2 separate regions of the Sus scrofa genome follow, and region 1 is linked to region 2. Evidence: chromatin contacts called from public Hi-C data. All regions are on one chromosome and are shown on one strand. The core of a region is the stretch at or near the end of the contact, and the rest is flanking DNA. Distances in the headings are between cores, read along the strand shown.

Region 1 (4,256 bases), core at 686-3,185, 40 kb before region 2:
TTGGAAATTTATATTTTCTTTTCTGTGAACAGCCTATTTATATTTTTGGCCTACTCTTCTAGTGGATTTTTTTCCTTATTGATTTGTTGAGTCCTTTTTATGTTCCAGATACAAATCCTTTATTTTATGTATTATAAATGTTTTCTCCTAGTCTGTTATGTCTTAGCTTTGTTTCCCATTTCTTTCCCTAAGTTATTTCATCTGATTAAAAAAAATTTTTTTTTCTGGAAGTTCTCATGTGGCGCAGTAGGTTAAGGATCTAGCGTTGCTATAGCAGTGGCATGGATTTGATCCCTGGCCAAGGAACTTCCATATGACACAGGTGTGGCCAAAAAACTTTTTTCTTTCTTTTGGAAAGGAACTTATTGATTATAAAAGTAATACAAACAGTGTAGAAAAGGAAGTTCCCTTGTGGCACAGCAGGTTAAGGATCCGGTGTTGCTATAGCCATGGAGCAGGCTGCAAGTTTGGTTAGAGTTTTATCCCTGGCCCAGAACTTTCACATGCTGAGGGTGCAGCAAAAAAAAAAAAAAAAAAAAAAGTAGAAAATTTGGGAAATTTATGAAAAAGTATGAAGAAGAAACCACTCCAAAGTCTTATCACTTAGAGTAAACCACTATGAACATAGTACTTATTTCCTTCTAAGTACTTAGAAACCCCTATGAACGTAAGTACTTATTTCCTTCCTTATTTCCTTCTATCTATCTATCTACCTACCTACCTATCTTTGCTTAGTGACATGATCTTTAGACACAAACTCTGGCCTTTTTCCATGCACGCTGGTTTAGTGTTAGACTACCTTCCAATCCTACTTCATCTCCCCACATATCCTGAAAAATCTAGTAGGTGAGAAGCCCAAAGTCCATCCTCAGCTGACTTGAACTGCAGTTGGCTCAAAAACTCAAGAGAGGGTAAAAATGCTCCAGCAGAGCACTTAAAAAAAAAAGTCTTGGAGGGATTTCTGGTAGTTCTCGGCTGAGTGGTAATGAACCCGTCTAGGATGCACGAGGCGGGTTTGATCTCTGGCCTCGCTCAGTGGGTTAAGGATCCAGTGTTGCCATGAGCTGTGTATGTAGGTCAAAGACATGGCTCTGATCCCGTGTTGCTGAGGCTGTGGTATAAGCCGGTAGTGCAGGTGCCAGAACTTTATTGCATGAATGCAAGGAGGAAGGAGGACGCTAGATCCTGCTTTGCTCTGATGGAACCGCAGACAGTCTTGGACAACAAACTCTAAAGGAGCCACAGTCAAACTGACTAGGTGCATGAGAAGAATGAGGACAAAGACCCTCAAAACCAGGGCATAGGAGGAACAATGGAAGGAACAGGAGATACTGGTCTTGAATAAGAAAAGACCTTAGGCAGAAGTGTTTAAGTACCTTAAAAGTAGAAGATGTTAGAGAAATTAGACCTGTTCTCTGAGGTTCCAAGGGTAGGACTTGGCCAGAGAGTGAAAGTTCAGAACTGGGTATGATGAGGTCAGGTAGCTCGCCCAAAGGTGACACAGTTTGTAAGTTGTGGAACTGGGATTCGAACCCTGGTGAACTCTAAAGCAGGTACTTTTAGTTATCTTTGGAATTCAAGCGTTGTTTGGGAGTCTGGACCGGATAGTTTTTGAAGTCTCTGGACTGGAAGTTTCTATGGCTGTGAAGACAGATGCTCCCACCCTCGAAGAAAAAGCGTCGGAGTAAGCAAGGTAGTCAGGGCCCGGCAGAAAGACTAGGCATGGAGACCTAAAGGATAAGGAAGGGTTGTTAACGTGCGTCAACCCACAGCTCGGCAGCAGGCAGTGTTGTCTGAAGATTCCCAGACTCGCGAGTCGCGGGCCTGTTTAGTGGCTTCTATATCGCTGCGCAGCCAGGGAGCGTCGCGGCAACGGTGTTCTGCGGCTGCGCGGGGGAACGGAACAGCGCGCCGGTCCCTGGCCGGGCGCGAGCAGGGGGCGGGGACCGGGCCGGGGCGGCGGGGGCGGGGAGGGCGCGCGCCCAGGCGGCTGCGGCAGTTGCGCGCTGGGATTGCTGCCGTGCGGCGGGGCCGGTGAGTGCGGTGGGACCCGCGGGCGGGCGGGGAAAGAGCGGGCGGGCGAGGGAGGGTGCGCGGCAGAGCGCGCGACCTGGGTCAGGGGTCCCCGCCTGCCGCCGCCCGGGCCCCACCCGTTCGCTGCGCCCCTCAAGCCCCTCTTGGTCCGAGCGCCCGCCTGCGAGCCCGCGGACCTCGCACCGGCGCCTCCTCACACACCCAGCCCCAAGTCACCCCCGCCTCTGAGCAGCCCTTTCCTCCGCGCCGCAGCGACGCCCCCAGCCCCACGTCACGGTCGCGCCATTGTTTCCCGGCCTTGGGCTCGCGGGGACCCGCCTTTCCTTGGAGCGCGGCCCTTCGTCTCTGCAGCCAGCCCTGCCGCGTTCCGGCCCGTTTCCCCGCTTTTCCCTCACACTGGTGGCAGCCCCCATCCCGCCGCAGGCGGACACCCCTTTACTCAGATCTGCTTATTTTTTCGGGCCGACGGCGGGCTTCCTCTCCCGAAGCCTGCTTGTCTGCTCTCTTAACCGGCCTCCCCACCCCTTGCGCGATCCCGGTCGACCGCGAGGAACTAGCCGGCTTCCGAGTTAGTACGCAGGGTTGAGAACGTTGTAGCAAGAACCACAAGAAATTGCCAACTGATTGCCCACATGCCAGTTTTGTCGTTTGCAGCACTTCCTGGAAAGCGCACATCGAATTGCAAGCCTCCACAAAAACCGTGCTTGTTATTTTCCAGTTGCTCCCAAGTCAGGGGCCAGCTGTCCGGTGGCAGTCAATGCGTTGCCATTTCCTGGGGACCCCCGAAGCTCTCGAGAGAGCGGGCCGAGAGTGAGATGCAAATCTGAGGCCTAACCACTAGTTGTAAGCGTGACGTTTGGGAGTTTTGACTCCGGTAGGCCTCAGCTGTTCAAGGCTGTAGGTAGAGCTGGGTGTCAGATGTAGTGGTTTCCCTTGCTCTCGGCTTTGGGCCGTTGTTTTGAGGATGCATTCTAAGTGCAGTGCTCTGCAATGACTAGTCACCAACCATTTATAAGGTTGTGTGTGCGCGAGTGTGCATGTCCAGGTGCAGACTGGTTCCTCTTGATTGAACTTGTTTCATAATGTCTCTACAACTCTTTTGCCTCTTAAGGCAGCGGATGCAAACTCTGCTACCTGTAATGTGAAACAGTGCCATTCACCGTGAAAACTTAATATTATTGAGGTCTTTTTCTATATTTACCTGGACACTTTTCAGTAGTGATTAGAATTTACCAAGATGAAAACATCCGGGCCTGAAGAGGTTAAGTTCAAGAAGACACAGCTAGTAATTAAAAGCAGAACTCCACATGCTGGGCTGATGCTAGCACACAGACCTTATTTTTGAAATGCATTTCTGTGGCAATATCAGCAGCTACATTTCGGTAGTATGGGTTGCTGCATTATTCTTATCAACCCAGTATTTAGATTTTAGAGTTTAGTGACCAACTAATCTGTAAAACGAGAGGGCGGAAGGAGATGCTCAGCAAGGGTCCATTCAGTTCCAAGATTTGATTCCATTGTATGAAAATTTGCCATCAGCTAAAGGTTTCCAAAAGTTTATGATTGTAGGAATATGTATATAGATATTTACTTCAGGTATCGGCAAAGCCTTACTAGTGAAATCAGGTGTATCTTCCTAAAGAAAGGCAAATTACAGTGGAATGTTAGGAGGAATGTTCATTCACCTGTCTCTAGGCTATTGCTACTGTTTAGTGGGGAAAGAAAGCACACAAAATGTGTTTTTTTGAAAAAAGGATATGTTTTTATTGCTTGCCTCTCTTATCAAAAAGCTTAAATTCGGAGTTTCCGTCGTGGCGCAGTGGTTAACGAATCCGACTAGGAACCATGAGGTTGAGGGTTCGGTCCCTGCCCTTGCTCAGTGGGTTAATGATCTGGTGTTGACGTGAGCTGTGGTGTAGGTTGCAGACGCGGCTCAGATCCCGAGTTGCTGTGGCTCTGGTGTAGGCCGGAGACTACAGCTCCGATTAGACCCCTAGCCTGGGAACCACCATATGCCGTGGGAGCGGCCCAAGAGATACCAAAAAAAAAAAAAAAAAGAAATTAAGCAGAAACAAAGGAAAATAAATAAATATTAAAAAAAAAGAAAAAGCTTAAATTAAATTCAGTAGTTAAAAAAACTTTATCAGGAGTTCCCGTCGTGGCGCAGTGGTTAACGAATCCGACTAGGAACCATGAGGTTGCGGGTTCCATCCCTGACCTTG
Region 2 (4,257 bases), core at 302-2,801:
TAGCATTTTGGATTATTCCGTTTAATTTCTTTAGAATCACAGTATTTCACTGCCATAAACTTTGTTTCATTATCTATTAAAATTGTCATAATTTCTACCTCTTAGAGTTATTTGAGTATTAAATAAGATAATACATATATAAAGTGAGTAGCATAGCATCAGTTTAACAATAGCAACAACTCGAGCATCCTGCCTTTCAGTAGGAGAATATAGATGCACCCTTCTGTTGTGCATGTCTCTAAAACTACAGTTACACACCACTTTTTAACTGTTTGTGCGTGGGCCTCTTCCATTAGACTTTGAACTCCGAAAAAACAAGGATGTCATGTTTGTTTTTGTATTACTGATAGGCACTGGCACGTAGAGATTTAATAAATACTTCTTGAATATATGAACTGAGTTTGAAATAGCTAATCATCTTTAGACAGCGCATTCTCTTTTGCACAGAAAGCCCATATAAGTGTGTATACCCTCTGTTCAAGGGAGATTTTTGTTTTCCTTTCTCTTTACAAGTAGTAAAGTCTTAAAATAGTAATTGCATTTATTTCCACCACACTAAGCTGTGATGCCACGAGCTGGAAATCCAGGGAAGCCATGGGAAGTTGGCACTCTCAAGGATTAGATCATTTTTCCACATTCAGCTTGTATTCTTGTGTTTATGGAATTTGATTTGAGGAGAGTGAAAGACCTTCATATCCACATATATTTTGAGAATTGGATTTTAAAAATGTATTTTTCGAGAGAGATTTTGGTGAGGTAATGCTTAGCAATTGTTTTCCCTGTACCCCAACCCCTCCAAGTTATAATAGTTCTTTGAGTACTTACAAATGGTAGACCTCAACCCTACCAGATGTTATCTGTCTTCCATAGATAAAAAAATCTCAGGCTTAGGTTAATTAGCTTATTCAGCCAGAAAGCAGAGAAGCAGAATTTAAACATAGTTGTTCTGGTACTCATTCTCTTGCCATTACACCATACTGTTTTTTTCTAAATAAACTGAAAATAATTTAGTTTGAATTTATAGTATTTAGTAGCGCTTTTAGGTACATGGTGACTATTTAAACATTGTAGTTAACAGAAACCTTTATGGTAAGATATGTAGATAGTATTTAAAGTTTTTTAGATTAAATTTTAATTCAGGTAGTATTTCTTTAAAGTATATATATTTTATTTGTGAATAACCACTAGGAAGATTTATTTGCCATCTCAGTGTTCTTAGAGTTTAGCACACTTGTTTATTTCTCCCCCTGTTGCATAATCTCTATGCATTATATTGGTCAGGAGGCAGGAATGTTGCAGATGTTTTTCTTTCAAACTTCAGCTTGCTCTGAGATTTGGAATTAACCTTTAGAATGTTCTGGGTTTATCCCCCATATGCCAGAGATCAGTAAATTTCTTTTCACATGAGCTAAAATTTTCAGGCGATTGAGTAAATTATTTGAACACAGATGTTTTCCTTAAAAGCAGTTAATGATCAGAAAAAAGACCACAGTGTGGAAATACTTTAGGTTCCTCCCGTAATATGATCGGCACATAAACACTTTCTTCTCTTGTACTTCACATTGTTCATTTTCTAAGGGAGGAAATAACTAAACTGATAATTAAAACAAAGTATTATGTATCCTGTTGATTTTTTTTTTTTTTTTTCTCTCCCAGAGTAAACTAAATGATTTGGACTAACTAGGGCTGCTCCCTTCTGTGAAACTCACATTGTTTGCGTACTGTTGGCGGGCCTCATTAGGGGGTAAATTTGCTTTTTCTGTGTGTTTGCCAGTAACGATTCCTGTCTCTTACAGGAACTTGCCATTTGGATTGTCTCCTTCCTAAACTGGCCAGTCCTAGACAGTTCAGACCATTAGTTATTTTTCCTGCTCTCCAGTTTTTTCCTATTATTCTTAGGTTTTCAAGTATTTTAAAGCTGAGGATATTGGTATCTGAGATATTGCCTGGTTAGGGTTCGGCATTGTGCCCGAATTTGTTGGGCCTCTCAGGGCCTGAGTTCTCTGCTTTAACAAATGAGCTACAGTTCTCAAGAGATCAGTGAAGCTTGTTTGTTGATCCTGTATTCTCTTCCAGAGGAAGTAGATCTTTGAGAATGTCTAAGGAAGGGTAAGTGAGTTTATTATTCTTTCCCCCTCATTTTTCTTAGCAAAGAGATGTTCTAGTTATCTGAGTGAATTGGAAGATTAATAAGCAGTGCTACCAGTCTGAGAGTGGAGAGAGAGGGAGAGATTGAAAGAAATTCAGCCGAAAGCTTACATTGTTGGTGTTTCACATGTAATCTGCTGTAAAGTTACTGTTGCTATTTTGAAAGACTGCACTGAGAATGGATAATCTTAATAGAAATTTAGTGAGATATAAGCACTGTGTTTACCCTGTAGTAAATTTATTTTGTTTTTCAGTAGAAAGTGTTTATGAAGATTAGAAGCAAACAGTGATGTCTTACCAAAGAATTTTACATAGAAATGACTGAAGTTTAAAAATTCAAGTGCATTTAAAAATTTGCACCTTTAGAAAATGGTGTGAAAGATGGAAAAGCAGTCTTAGGATATTATTTCTTTCTGGGCAGTGTAGACAAAACATAATTTCAAGTGGAATCCCGTATTCATCTTTATTTTGCAATATAAAATAGTTCTATGCTAGCTTTTTTATTGTCTTTATATTATTTTGTCTTATGTTTCAGAGTCTGAATTATTACTGATATTCTTTTTGTGACCACTATAATAAGTGACATGTAAGTTAATAGCTGCATACTGTAAATTATCTCGTTTCTAGCCTTTAAGCATAACTAGACCTGGTTAACTTGAGAGAAACATTCCTTTTGATCAAATAAGACATAGGGCTCTCAAAAATAAGTCTTTAAAAATACAGTACATCTTAAATTTTTATTTTCTCAAAGCTCTTAATTCATTTTCTAGTTATTTTTTCTAATAGAAATTTTGAAGTCGCTTCAGAGCCTTGTGTTTATAATTTATTTTAATCTAATCATGTATTGATTATGAGCAAAATAAAATTGGCCCATTTTACTGCTATTTTAAAGCCTCATTATCGAATAAAGAGAAGAGCCATGGGTATAAATAATTCTGTGTTATTTTTAGACCTCTCATGGCATCACTAGAATTTTGAGGTTCTTTAAGTGTGAAAATATGAGAGAATTGCCTCTTCAGGTTTGTATGTTTTCTTTCCTTCCAGCACTGGCTACAAATTTGCAGCTTTTGTTAAATAATTTTTATGATAAATATTATCAGGGATGCTGGTAATATTAGGTTTATTCAAGTGGTTGTTTGTAAAGCTGGTTTGTAGATTTATTTTGTTTTTCAGTAGAAAGTGTTTATGAAGATTCTAGACGCAAAATTCTTGGGAAGTAATTAGTACTACTTTTTCCCCTATGGTAAAGCATATGTTACAACTGGTTAGAAAGAAATCTGTGTAAGTGAGAGAACACTGTAAAGCCTGAAATATTCTTTTAGATTTATTTCTAGGGGCCCCTGGGGAAATTGTTGTGCTATCTGAATGGGTAATGAACAAGTACACTTGAAATACATGGATCATATAAATGAAGTCAATTAATTACCTTTTATTCTCCTTTGCTGTCTTTAGAAATAAGTGGATAAGTTTTCTACTTTGGGATGAAAACAATTCTTATATACACAATTTTTGTGATATTTTGATTTCTATGAGATATTTCCCTAATAGTAATAAGAAAGGACTGTTATTAGAATTAAATCAACAAAAATTGTACTGGAACCTTGTAAACCTGTGGTAAAAGAGACAGTGTGGTATTAGCGTAAGAATAGATATATATATAGATCATGAAACCTAATGGGGAGTTTGTAGACCCATACATATATAGTCAATTGATTTTCAGCAATGAGACCATGGTAAAAGTGTAGTCTTTTTAACAGATGTGCTGGAACAACTAAACGTTCATACAGAAAAAAAATGAACCTTGACCTTTTCTTCAACCATATATAAAAAATAGCAGAAAGGATCATAGATCTAAATATAAAAGTAAAGTGTAGGTGAAAATGTTTGTGACCTTTTAGGTGAAGATTTCTTAGGAAAAAATACATGAAGGACAAAATTGATAAATTGAACTTCAAAATTTTTAAAAAACCCTCTGCTTTTTGAAAGGTAACATTAAGAAAATGAAAGGGCAAGCCACAGACTGGGAGAAAATTTCCTCAATACATATGTATCTGATAAAGGACTTATATCTAAAATATATGAAGAGGAGTTCCCGCTGTGGCACAGGGG

What was found. Hi-C and Micro-C count contacts between places; a contact is called where the count stands out from the background.
Region 1: a Hi-C map of liver shows a contact between it and region 2, with 1.5 times the contacts expected there. The contact joins the promoter of NT5C2 here to the enhancer-like site in region 2. A contact is called at or near these places in 8 of 47 Hi-C or Micro-C datasets (heart right ventricle, liver, retroperitoneal adipose tissue and 1 more) and 2 of 2 datasets of contacts at active chromatin or transcription factors (alveolar macrophages and skeletal muscle).

Annotation. Positions count from the first base shown.
Region 1 is chr14:114,165,139-114,169,394 of Sscrofa11.1, reverse strand. NT5C2 (cytosolic purine 5'-nucleotidase) reads left to right here and starts at 1,935. Exons shown (of 18, transcript XM_001929278.6): 1 at 1,935-2,034. All of the region lies in intron 10 of PCGF6 (polycomb group RING finger protein 6), which reads left to right.
Region 2 is chr14:114,124,500-114,128,756 of Sscrofa11.1, reverse strand. The region is part of intron 2 of NT5C2 (cytosolic purine 5'-nucleotidase); the gene reads left to right. The region is part of intron 11 of PCGF6 (polycomb group RING finger protein 6); the gene reads left to right. Among named protein-coding and RNA genes, the nearest start is that of NT5C2, 41 kb to the left of the region's middle. Within about 2 kb of position 1,551, at least 26 of the 83 cell types and tissues checked have an H3K27ac peak or open chromatin away from gene starts, as enhancers often do. A contact at or near this core is called in liver and skeletal muscle, where this site is marked.